3 separate regions of the Mus musculus genome follow, and regions 1 and 2 are each linked to region 3. A link is a contact called in public Hi-C and promoter capture Hi-C data. All regions are on one chromosome and are shown on one strand. Each heading gives the region's core, a stretch centred on a gene start, on an enhancer-like site or on the middle of the called end of the contact. The rest is flanking DNA. Distances are from core to core; before and after follow the strand shown.

Region 1 (3,592 bases), core at 64-2,563, 160 kb before region 3:
AATTCATAGCTGTGGTGAGTCACCCAGCTTGGGTACTGAGAACCACTCGGCTGCTCTTGCAAGGGCAGCAAATGCCCTTGAATACTGAGCTGCCTCTCCTGCTCCAAAGTGAGGACTTTCCAAAAATGTCAGATTCTCCAAAACGAGAAATGGAAATGTTTACAGGAACACTGGCTTTTATTTACATTGACCAAACTTTAAAGTACTTATAGTATGAGTTGTAGAATTGTGTTATTGGGACCATTACAGTTCCAGACATGGATCTCCTATTTTTGGATCCTGCATCTTTGCTGAGTAGACATTATTAGAGTTTAAATTGCCTGGAGAAATGAAAAAACAAACAAACAAACAAACAAACAAACAAACAAGGGTTTGGGACCGTGGTTCTTTTTAAGGAGTAAAATGTCTCCACTTACCTATAGGGGTGACTTGTGAATATGGGGAAGACAGGCATGCCAAGATCTTTCCTTATCAAGACTTAGTTGATTGTCATGTTTGTGTGTGTGTGTGTGTGCGCGCATGTGCATGCATGCATATGTGTGTACATATGTGTCACAGAGAGATGGCTCTTCTGTAGCACAGGGTGCCCTGGACTTGCTATGTAGCTGAGGATGACCTCAAACTTCTACTCTTTCTGTCTCCATGTACAGCATACTGAGATTAGGGACTTGCGTCATCAGACTGGTTTAGACTATTATTTAGAATTCAGTAAACGTTGGGCTGTTTATCACGCCGCAACATTCAGGAATGTCATTGTACAATGTCTGCTTTTCAGGAATGATCCAGATTGCACACAACTCCTAAAAGACTTCCCCTTAGTCTGAGCCCTGTGCCATTTTAACTTTGAGGATGTTGCTGAAAATTGAGCCCAGGGCCTTGTGCATGCTAGGCAAACACGACCACCTGAGCCGTATCTCATCCCTTCATTTTGAAGGAGTATGGTACAATGTATTTGTAAATCATATTGTCAGGGAAATGTGCCTAAGTTTGCTTGTTCTCTAATTTTAGAAACATATAGAATATTGTATTACTAATTCACTACATATTTTATTATATTTATATTCTGAATAGGAGGTGGATACAAAAGAATTAATAGATGGTTCTTGTATTGAAGTTAGATGGGTAGGGATGTAGTCAGAGGGGAAAATATGATCAATACACATTTTTGGAAAAAAAAAATTTAGAAAAAAAGTGGCATTGACTACAATATACCAGCAGGTGGCAGTATAGGATTTTTCCCCACCCAAAACCAAAGTTAGTCTTGCAGAGTTGGAGTAAGGTTAAAAACTGAAGGATCCTTTCAAAGATTTCTTTGGCCTAGCTACAGAGTGTATAGCATAGCAAAAAAACATTTGTGAGTCTCTAGCTATGTTTTTTTTTTTTGTTCTTGTATTCAAAATTGCAGCGAACAAATTTGCAAATTAACACCCGAAAGCTTGTATCTACCTGTCCTTGGTAGAAATACCTTGTCCCACCCATCAGTTACTTTTAAATGCAGGGGCCATAGACGGTCCACCACGACATTTATGCTAAATAGTAACCTGCCTACTATTAATATAGAAAATTGTGCTTATTGAAATATCACAGACTTTTTGAGAAAAGGTTTATATTTTTAGCAGTATATTTCCCTCAGTGTCAAGTTGTGTTTTTTCTCATTTATCTGCAAGGAAACGCTTAAGCAGCAAGGTGTGAGAGCACTCTCTTCCAATGTGGTGGGAAACATAGCCAACAGCCTTTCATGCTGTTGCCAGATATTCCTGGGGAAAACATCTACTTCTATCTTTGGAACTTTTATCTTAGAGTCACATTGCCCTGTGTGCCCTGAGCGGGCTGGTGGCAGGAGGGACAAAGGGCATCTTTGCCAGGCGGGGTTCTCAATTCCAGAGCTTCTGTCGGGAAAAGCAACTCCCCAAATCTAAAAAAAGAACAGAAAGATAACCATGTTTGCTCAGATTAATAAATCTTGCCAACAGGAAAACACTTGATTTCTGTTTCTTTTTGTCTATGGCTTAACTTCATCTTCTGAAACTGAATAAAGATATCTGTCCAGAGACCCTTCATGTGCATGGCTGTGGCACAAGCTCTGTGAAGCCTCTCTACTGACTCACCATGGTCTATGTGACTAGCTCAGAAGTTGAAACACTTACGTGGTTTTATTTGGTTTTTACCTTATTTTTGTCAGCTAATGGATGTGCATGGATTTTAACTTCATCTTTCTCTTCTTCATGAAGGCGGAAGAGAATTTTATGTTAACTCTTAGGACTATTATCTAGAATTCAGTAAAAGTTGGGCTGTTTATCACGCCGCAACATTCAGGAATGTCTTTGTACAATGTCTGTTTTTCAGGAATGATCCAGATTGCACACAACTCCTAAAAGACTTTCCCTTAGTCTGAGCCCTTGTCATTTTAACTTTAAGTATCTATCATCTTGGAGACTTTCTAAGGATCACTGCATGCAAGACTGAACCCAAAGCCATATATGACTCCAAAACCCTGTCTCCTTCCAGTAGGACAGGACTTAACTTCCCCAAGTATCTTGACCTGTGGCATTGAAACTGTTAAAATAGGAAAGACATGTCTAGGGCCCCAAATGCTATTAACTAAGAACTCTGTCTGCCTGTCTATCTATCAATCATCTATCTATCTAAGTATATACATACATATCTGTGTGTGTATGTATGTGTGTTCACATGTATGTATATATCTCTATCTACCATCTATCTATCTACTATCTATGTGTCTGTCTGTCTGCCTGTCTGTCTGTCTATCAATCATCATCATCATCATCAAGCTGTCTGTTACCTGTCTATTTCAGGTCAATTGAAGCAGAGCAAGATGAAGTGTTATAAATAGAGATAGTTTTCCTTTAGCTAGAACTTCTGGCTACTCATTAATCTGACTGGATCTTGTTCTCTTTACTTTTGCTAATTCAACAACAAAAAAAAGTTTCAAGAGTTTAAATAATAGAATCAAAATTAGATCTTGCTTTGAACTAGCAACTGGAGCAAGGGTTGTCTTTCAGAAGAATATTGTGACTACATGTTGTACAGATAGAAATAGATCAAACACTTCCCAACCTTCAGTGTAAGCCGTCTGCTCAAGTTCAGATGCTGAGCCGGTTATCAGAGGGCTGCCTGATCCTGTTTGTGGAGGGACTGGAACAGCCTGGAGTAACCTCCCCGTTCATGCCTCTGCCTGTGGCCACTGCTGCTGCCACTCATTAGTTCTAACTCTACGTGTCTGCATAAGGAAGTCAACTTAAGAAAACCCATTAGCTTTTCATTTTATTTAAGATTAAAAAAAGAAATAATTTTCTTTAAAATTGTTTTTAGCCATTTATTGTTTTGGGGGAAGGTCTCTAAGGTCAACTTTTTTTTTTCCATGAGTGTACATTTATAGCAAGCATGTGTGTGTGTGTGTGTGTGTGTGTGTGTGTGTGCGCGCGCGCGCGCGCGCGTGCACATGCGTGCATGCATGCATGTACACATGGAGGACTAAGGCTGATACCAGGAATCTTTTCTGATTCCCATTTCACAGTATTCAGTGAGGCAGGTCTCTCAGTCAGACTCAGAGAACTGACAGGGCAAGCAG
Region 2 (3,629 bases), core at 681-3,180, 130 kb before region 3:
CCCATGTCATGTATTTACCGGTGAATTCTATAACAGCTTAAAGAAATCAATACTTCATTGTTACTAATACAATACATGATTTCTCTTCTGTGCATATATATCATATATGTATCTATATGTATACATGTATGCATATATGTCATATATGCATATCATGTGTATGTGTATGTAAAACCACATAGCCACGATTGCTTATGTAATAAACAAGGAAGGACATGAGGTGTCTTCCTGTGTCACTTTCCACTGTATATTTGAGGACATGGACTTTCATTACATCTAAAGCCTACTTTTTGGGCTAGAGCTCATAGGACCTGTGTCTCCACCCTACCAACACTGAGGGTCCAGGTACTCTCAGTCTTCCTTGGCTTTACATGGGGTAGGGATTTGAGTTCAGTTCCATCCCCTTTTGACAGCATGTGCTCATATTCACAAGCCATCTCCTCAGCTCCATTTCTTTATGTTTAAAACATACACACACACACACACACACACACACACACAGAGACATATACACCAACACAACACAAGGCTGACCTTAGACACAGAGACTAACTAGACATGTTCCCATTTGAGGGAAATTATAAAACAAATAAAGGTAATCAGAGTTCTTAAATTTTGAAATTTATGTTCAGAATTCTCTTATGTTGCATGCTTTCCTCTGTGGTAGGATTTTCCCTGTCCAATTACATTAAAATATTAGTGCAGCAGGAGGCCTGTGATTGGACAGGGAAAAGAGAGGCAGCGCTAAGAGTTGCAGAGAGAGAGAGAGAGAGAGAGAGAGAGAGAGAGAAGAGAGAGAGAAGGGGAAGGCAAGATGGAGGACAGACATGAAGAAAACCCTGAACCAGCATGGTTTTAAATAGCCACAGGTAGATATGATATCATAAAGGATATAATAATTGTGATAACTTGTCTAATATATGTGGGCAGCTTGTACCATTATCAATCGTCCCTGAAATTATTGTATAGGCATCTTGTGAATTGAGAATTTATTGATATATAATCTGACTTGTTAATTATAAGCTTCTAGAGTTTTGGTTTTACTGGGTTGCTGAGGGTTGTGGCAGCTGACCAAGGGATGGACTGTCATTGTGTGGGGCTGGTGTGACATCAAAGGAAACTCGGGAACTCCAGCTCCACTGGAGAGTTGGCGGGCAGAGAGTAGCTGCTTGGAGCACAGGGACTTGGTGGTCATTTTTAATATTTCCTGCAACATTCCTCTCACTGGGGTTCTGTGTGGATATTTATATGTGGAAGTCATTGCATTCTCAAACCTCAATATGCACAAAGTTTTGTCTGTGTTAGACTGTGAAACTGGGTGCCATTAAATCTTCTTTCCCTATAAAAGGAAAGTTGAACTTCAAGTGAAACCTGGATATCCTACCACCCTCTAACAACATGATTTTAGCTCAAACTACCAGAGCTTCTTGCCCATTACTGCACATGAACTCTTAGAGAGCAAAAGGTGTTTTAAATTTGTGTAAATAGGGCATAGATATATAAGATGAGATAAACTTGCATCAAAATGACCACTTTCAGCAACTGTAAAATAGCAATCTCCTGTTGTAAGTCAGAGTGTATAAAATACATATTCTTGGCAAAACTGTACTATTTTGTTAAAACTTGCATAAATATGCTTCTGGATCGTGGCAAAACCAGTATGTCTAATTTCCTGCAGAAGAGGAAGCTGCTCGGTGATGGTTATTGTGTGTCAGTTGTTGGCTCCTTAGCAGTTTCATACAGGTTTGTGCTTCATACATCTGTGCCTTTGTTTCCTGCCTTCTTCACCTGGTCATTTTCACCTTCTATGCTTGGCTTATTTTGTTTAAATGATACAAATATTGAGAAATCTTTATTGACATTGGCACATGCTCCTCCATCCCTCTGTGGTCTTTCTCCTGGTTACCTCATTTGACATTCCTTTCATACTCCCTTTGCTCTCCTCACCAAGCCCATCTAGTGTCTAATCCTTGGGCCACTGTTGTTCTCATAGCAGAAGCCATGGCTACATCTTGGCTATCATTAGCAAGTTAAATGCTGAATATCACGTCTTGGATTGTGGCCTCATGAGTCATTTGCCTTTTGAGCAAGGTGTGTCCAGTGTTGGAAAGAAATCATAACAAGGTCTACACCAGAGTGCCAACGAGTTTTCAAATGGAGTTGCCACACCTAAACCTAAAGCACTTTTCAACAGGTAAGATTAAGAGTAATTACCATTTAATATAGGCCACACTTGTTAGTTCATTACATCTCCATGAAAACTAGCTTTTAGCTCTGTGCCTCAGTGCTACATTAACCTTGATATTTCAAACATCAGTCCTCATCATATCTGTCTTTTTGCAACAGAGAATTAAAAAAACAACCAACCAGCCAACCAACCAAACAAACAAAAACAAACCTGGGCTTTTATAGGAAGCAATGTTTCTCTGTAAAGGCTACAGTCTGGATACATGGCATCAGCACTGTGGTTCCTTATTCATCACATGGGGAGGACAACTCAGAGCTATTACTTCATACAACTTGGTTTTTGTACTGGGATATCCCTAAGGTAGATTTCTTTCTTAAAATGATTGCTAGGGTATACATTCTTTAGTGGTGTACCTTTCCTGTTGATGGTAAACTTCAGTACTAGAGACTAGTGCTTTGATATTATACTTCTAATGGAGGACAGTAGTGTTCAGTTTCTTTTTTTTTTTATCATTTAATAGTCTTTTTTAGTTAAGTAAAGATAATCAGATTTTCAACTTTCACATATTTTTTTAATAAGTTATGATTTCAATTTGGTGTTGGTAGCCATCTATGTACTTGAGAGCTGTATCTAGCATAATAAAGCTAAGTGGAACCATGATACCATTTGTGTGATATCTACATATATAGATACAGACAAAGAAATAGATAGGGATGAGTTGGTAGATAGATTTGTTTTATTATTAAGTGTGTGTGTGTGTGTGTGTGTGTGTGTGTGTGTGTGTGTGTGAATGCAGGTACCTCTAAAGGCCCAGGAGGGTGCTGAATTTCCCAGAGCTGGTGTTATAGGCTGTTGACACCTGTACCCTATGGGTGCTGGCAGCCAAACTCTGGTGGTCTATGAGAGCAACTATGCTTCTTGACAGCTAAGCTGCCTTTCTAGCCCCATGTGAGAAAGCCCTACATGCTTATATTTAATGTGACACTAGCTGTCCTAAGTCAAAAAGGTAAGCTCTTCCAGGAGTGTGTGCCCACTCGTCGCATAGTAAGCTCGTGGAGCGCTCACCACAGCTACAGACCCTTCCCTTCACCAGCGCTCACTCCAAATTCTAGTCTAGCTGAAGGGTATGGGTTCACAGCATTGACACTCTGTATTGTAGCTCTGTATCATCAGTCCCTACCCAAGAGATCTCCTTCCTTGATCTTGATTCTATATCTTTGTTAATATAGCCAAGGATTGGTTTAACTACTTTAGCTGCAAGAAACCAGTCAGTCACTCAAGGCCACTTTAAGTATCTTATCTTTATTTTTTAAATTTTATTTGATTGTATTCCATGTATTCAAATACATACAGTTCGTTTTATGTAGATCTTTTATGGTCTGCTTCATATCTCTGCTGTTCTGCTCTGTGTGAGCACGCTATGACAGAATGTTCTTAAGGC
Region 3 (3,664 bases), core at 657-3,156:
TGTCTTTCTTTATCCTTTTTGACAACTTTTGGTTGAACATTGATTTTATTCAATATTAGAATGTCTACTCCAGCTTGTTTCTTGGGAACATTTGCTTGGAAAAATTGTTTTCCAACCCTTTACTGTGCGGTAGTGTCTGTCTTTGACACTGAGGTGTGTTTCGTGTATGCAGCAAAATGCTAGGTCCTGTTTATGTATCCATTCTGTTAATCTATGACTTTGTATTGGGCAATTGAGTTCATTGATGTTTTGAGATATTTAGGAAAAGTGATTGTTGCTTCCTGTTATTTTTGTTGTTAGAGGTAGAATTATGTTTATGTTGCTATCTTCTTTTTGGTTTGTTAAAAGAAGATTATTTTCTTGCATTTTGCATTTTCTTTGATTGTTGTGTCAATGTTTTCTATGGTATCTTCTGCACCTGAAATTCTATCATCTCTTTTATTCTGTGGCATCTATGACTCCTGATATCTTTCCTAGGTTTTCAATCTCCAGGCCTGTCTCTCTTTGTGATTTTCTTATTGTTTCTATTTCCATTTTTAGATCCTGGATGGTTTTGTTCAGTTCCTTCACCTGTTTGGTTGTGTTTTCCTCTAATTCTTTAAGGGATTTTTGTGTTTCCTATTTAAGGGCTTCTACCTGTTTACCTGTGTTCTGTATTTTTTTAAAGGGATTAATTTATGTCCTTCTTAAAGTACTCTATCATCATTATGAGATGTGATGTTAAATCAGAATCTTTCTTTTCTGGTATGTTGGGATATCCAGAGCTTGTTGTGGTGGGATAATTGGGTTCTGATGATGCCAGGTAGCCTTGGTTTCTGTTGCTTATGTTCTTGTGCTTGCCTCTTGACATTGGTTATCGCTGGTGTTAGCTAGTCTTGCTGTCTCTTACTGTGGCTGTCTCTCCTGCAAGCCCATGTGTCAGTACTCCTTGGAGAACAGCTCTCTCCAGGCAGTATTTGGTTATGGAGTACTGTGGCACAGAATCAGCTCAGGGGGCAGATGGAAACTGGAAGCAGAAATACTTGATAAACCTAGAAAAGCTTTGTGAGTGCCCTTTAAGATAGTCAGTTCTTGACAAGCTTACATGACAGTAAAGGATAATGTCTCACAAACACTTTCATCTGCTAACCAGGGCAGTTAATGCTGAATAATAGAGACAGTGATACAACTCTTTTTAATTTTATATCTCATTAATATGTTTGATTGATGAAGTATAGTCATGAAGCAATTCTCTTGTGTTGTTTCTGCTTGATTATTTTAAGATTCAATATTTGTATTCTTTGAGAATTGCATAAAATGTGATAATACTGACCTTCTACTTCTGGTGTCTTTCTTCATAATAGATTCAATAGAAGTCTATGCTTCTAAATAAAATACAGGAAAGCCTCTTCAAACTTAATCACTCTTAGTAGTTGTTCCTTCAGTCAGTCTCTTAGTTGGTTGTCTTGTTCAATAGTATTATCTGAGCTGCTTCTAATTTATCACTATGACTGTTCTTCCAATTGCTAGGACTTAAGAAGGATGAGCTGTAAGTCTGCTTCATTTTTTCTACCCCCATTTAGCTATGTTAACAAATCTCTATTTCTGATTCTCCCGAGTTGTAACACAAGGGGAAAGAATAGAAAAATCAGGCAGGAAGATACTGGCAAGTTTATTTAGTTGGTACAGTCATCAATTGAAAGCTATCTTTTAGAAAATTCTTTAATATTTGTTGTCTCTAGCAACTCAGAGAAATATATGCAGGCTCTCTCTGCTGTAACCTTCTGACCCTCCTAGAATGTTCCTTTGGAAACAACTAGAATCATCTCATGCCAGCTTTCTCTTGCACAATGCATGCACCACAAACATGTTTGTGAGACTTTGCTCAAGTAAACTTTTAAAGTGTAGCTTTAGTCATCCCAATGACCTTCTCTTGCTTGCTGCAAGACCAGACTGCTGAGCTGCCAGGGTGTCTCTATTCAAATATCTTACGTAGCTTTTAACACCAGAGCTGATTTTCCCTGCAACTCCAGAGGGCTTACTGAGTATCTGCAAGCAGCACAGTTGTAAATCCTCTTCCCCCACTCCTCCCACCCCCACCCTGTCCTCTTCCTCCTCCTTTCTCCCCTTCTTTTTTCTCTTTTTCCTTCCCTCTCATTCTCCTTTCCCCTCCCCTCCCTCCATTTCTGCTCCTTTCTCTCTCCCCTCCCCTCTCTCCCTAGGAAAATGAGATAGGGATTATTTAAATTCTTGCTCTCTATTCCTTGGTTCTCCCATTTTTGTTTTGTTTTGTTTTGTTTTTTTAATTGTCCTGTATAAGGACCTTGACTCATGAAGGTTTTCCATCCAACCTCTTCAAAGACCTTCAGTGTCACAGCTTTCTGCAGTCTGTGTCACAGTCTGCCTTCAATATCCTGGCTACTGATGCCACATGCTTACCACCAAAATGTCATTTTAACAAAATATCTAAATTAGTAAAAAAAAAAAAAAAATTACTAAGTGTTGCAGCTCTTTTTAGCTTCTTCACTAATTTTCTAACTCCAACACAGGATTATTTTGTCAGAGGGCAATTCACATAACCCACTCAGAGGTGAGGGACATTAACAAGCTTATAACCAATTTAAAATGTCCAGGCTTAGTGCGGCTTTCATATTACAACAAATATTTGTTATACATTTTGCTTTTCTGTAATAGAAACAAAACAAGCAAGCAAACAAAAACTAATACTCAGCCGGAAAAGATTACTCAGCTGAATCAACCAGTATTTACCAGTATGCTGGGAACCAAGGCCAAGGCCCTGAGCATGCAAGCAAAAGCAATCTACTGAACTCATGCCCCAGGAGAGCATATTTTGGGGAGAGATTTGCTTTAAAGGCTTAGTAAACTAGCAACTCTTTCTCCCTTAACAAAATATGAACATGAGACAACACTAGCTTATCCCTACAGACCTTAGTAGTAAGCAAGTACTGAACTATCCTCTACTTTCACCCATTTGGTTGCTCTTGAGAATGGTATAACTTCCCTTACCAACATTTACGTGAGAATTTTCCAGTAAAAGAATATAGGGGTTGTATTAGTTTGGAGAAACTCATAAGCTGACCTTGAAAGTTTTTGTAAAATTGTTTTTCTGAGTGTTGGTACTATAACTGAGATGAAATACTAAATATAGAGCCTGTGAGTGTTTGGGGTAAATTAAACCCTAAGATCTCTTTTTGAGATGATGACAGGTAGTAGGCATGGAGGTGGACACTGAATTCTTCTATTGTTTAGAAAATAGCTTGGAGGTCTTGAAGTTTGCTTCCAGCTCACATAGTTCACAGGGTTTCCTGGTGGTGACTCAGAACTCACGTATTTGCTTATGGCCACTTTGTGAGGAAGATGTAAAATCTGTGCTGAGTAGATTTTTCTCATCTAGGATCCCAGCAAATTAGTCCAGCATTTAAAAAAAAGAAGTTACATTTTCAAACTTGCCACACGGTGGCCTACTTAGAATGAGGTACCCCCATGTGAGATACTAGTTAATTAAATGGATGCATGTTATAGAATCATCAAATATTAACAGCTGTTATCCTGAGTGTTCATTCAGAATGATCACAAATATTATCGTTCAGAGTAGTTACCAATAGCTTCTGCTTAGGCAAATACTGAGATTTGAAGATAGTTATAACAAAGTAAAATGGATTCA

Evidence for each region. Hi-C and Micro-C count contacts between places; a contact is called where the count stands out from the background. Capture Hi-C pulls out chosen DNA fragments and counts their contacts.
Region 1: a contact with region 3 is called in a Hi-C map of liver, with 3 times the contacts expected there. The contact joins two enhancer-like sites. A contact is called at or near these places in 1 of 15 datasets of contacts at CTCF or cohesin (CD8 T cells), 5 of 484 Hi-C or Micro-C datasets (CD4 T cells, brown adipocytes and liver) and 1 of 115 datasets of contacts at active chromatin or transcription factors (cardiomyocytes).
Region 2: a promoter capture Hi-C map of liver shows a contact between it and region 3. The contact joins two enhancer-like sites.

The regions. Positions count from the first base shown.
Region 1 is chr13:81,367,427-81,371,018 of GRCm38.p6, reverse strand. The region is part of intron 83 of Adgrv1 (adhesion G protein-coupled receptor V1); the gene reads left to right. Among named protein-coding and RNA genes, the nearest start is that of Adgrv1, 260 kb to the left of the region's middle. Within about 2 kb of position 1,313, at least 9 of the 459 cell types and tissues checked have an H3K27ac peak or open chromatin away from gene starts, as enhancers often do. A contact at or near this core is called in liver, where this site is marked.
Region 2 is chr13:81,341,667-81,345,295 of GRCm38.p6, reverse strand. The region is part of intron 83 of Adgrv1 (adhesion G protein-coupled receptor V1); the gene reads left to right. Among named protein-coding and RNA genes, the nearest start is that of Gm32639, 240 kb to the right of the region's middle. Within about 2 kb of position 1,930, at least 8 of the 459 cell types and tissues checked have an H3K27ac peak or open chromatin away from gene starts, as enhancers often do. A contact at or near this core is called in liver, where this site is marked.
Region 3 is chr13:81,209,818-81,213,481 of GRCm38.p6, reverse strand. The region is part of intron 85 of Adgrv1 (adhesion G protein-coupled receptor V1); the gene reads left to right. Among named protein-coding and RNA genes, the nearest start is that of Gm32639, 110 kb to the right of the region's middle. Within about 2 kb of position 1,906, at least 6 of the 459 cell types and tissues checked have an H3K27ac peak or open chromatin away from gene starts, as enhancers often do. A contact at or near this core is called in liver, where this site is marked.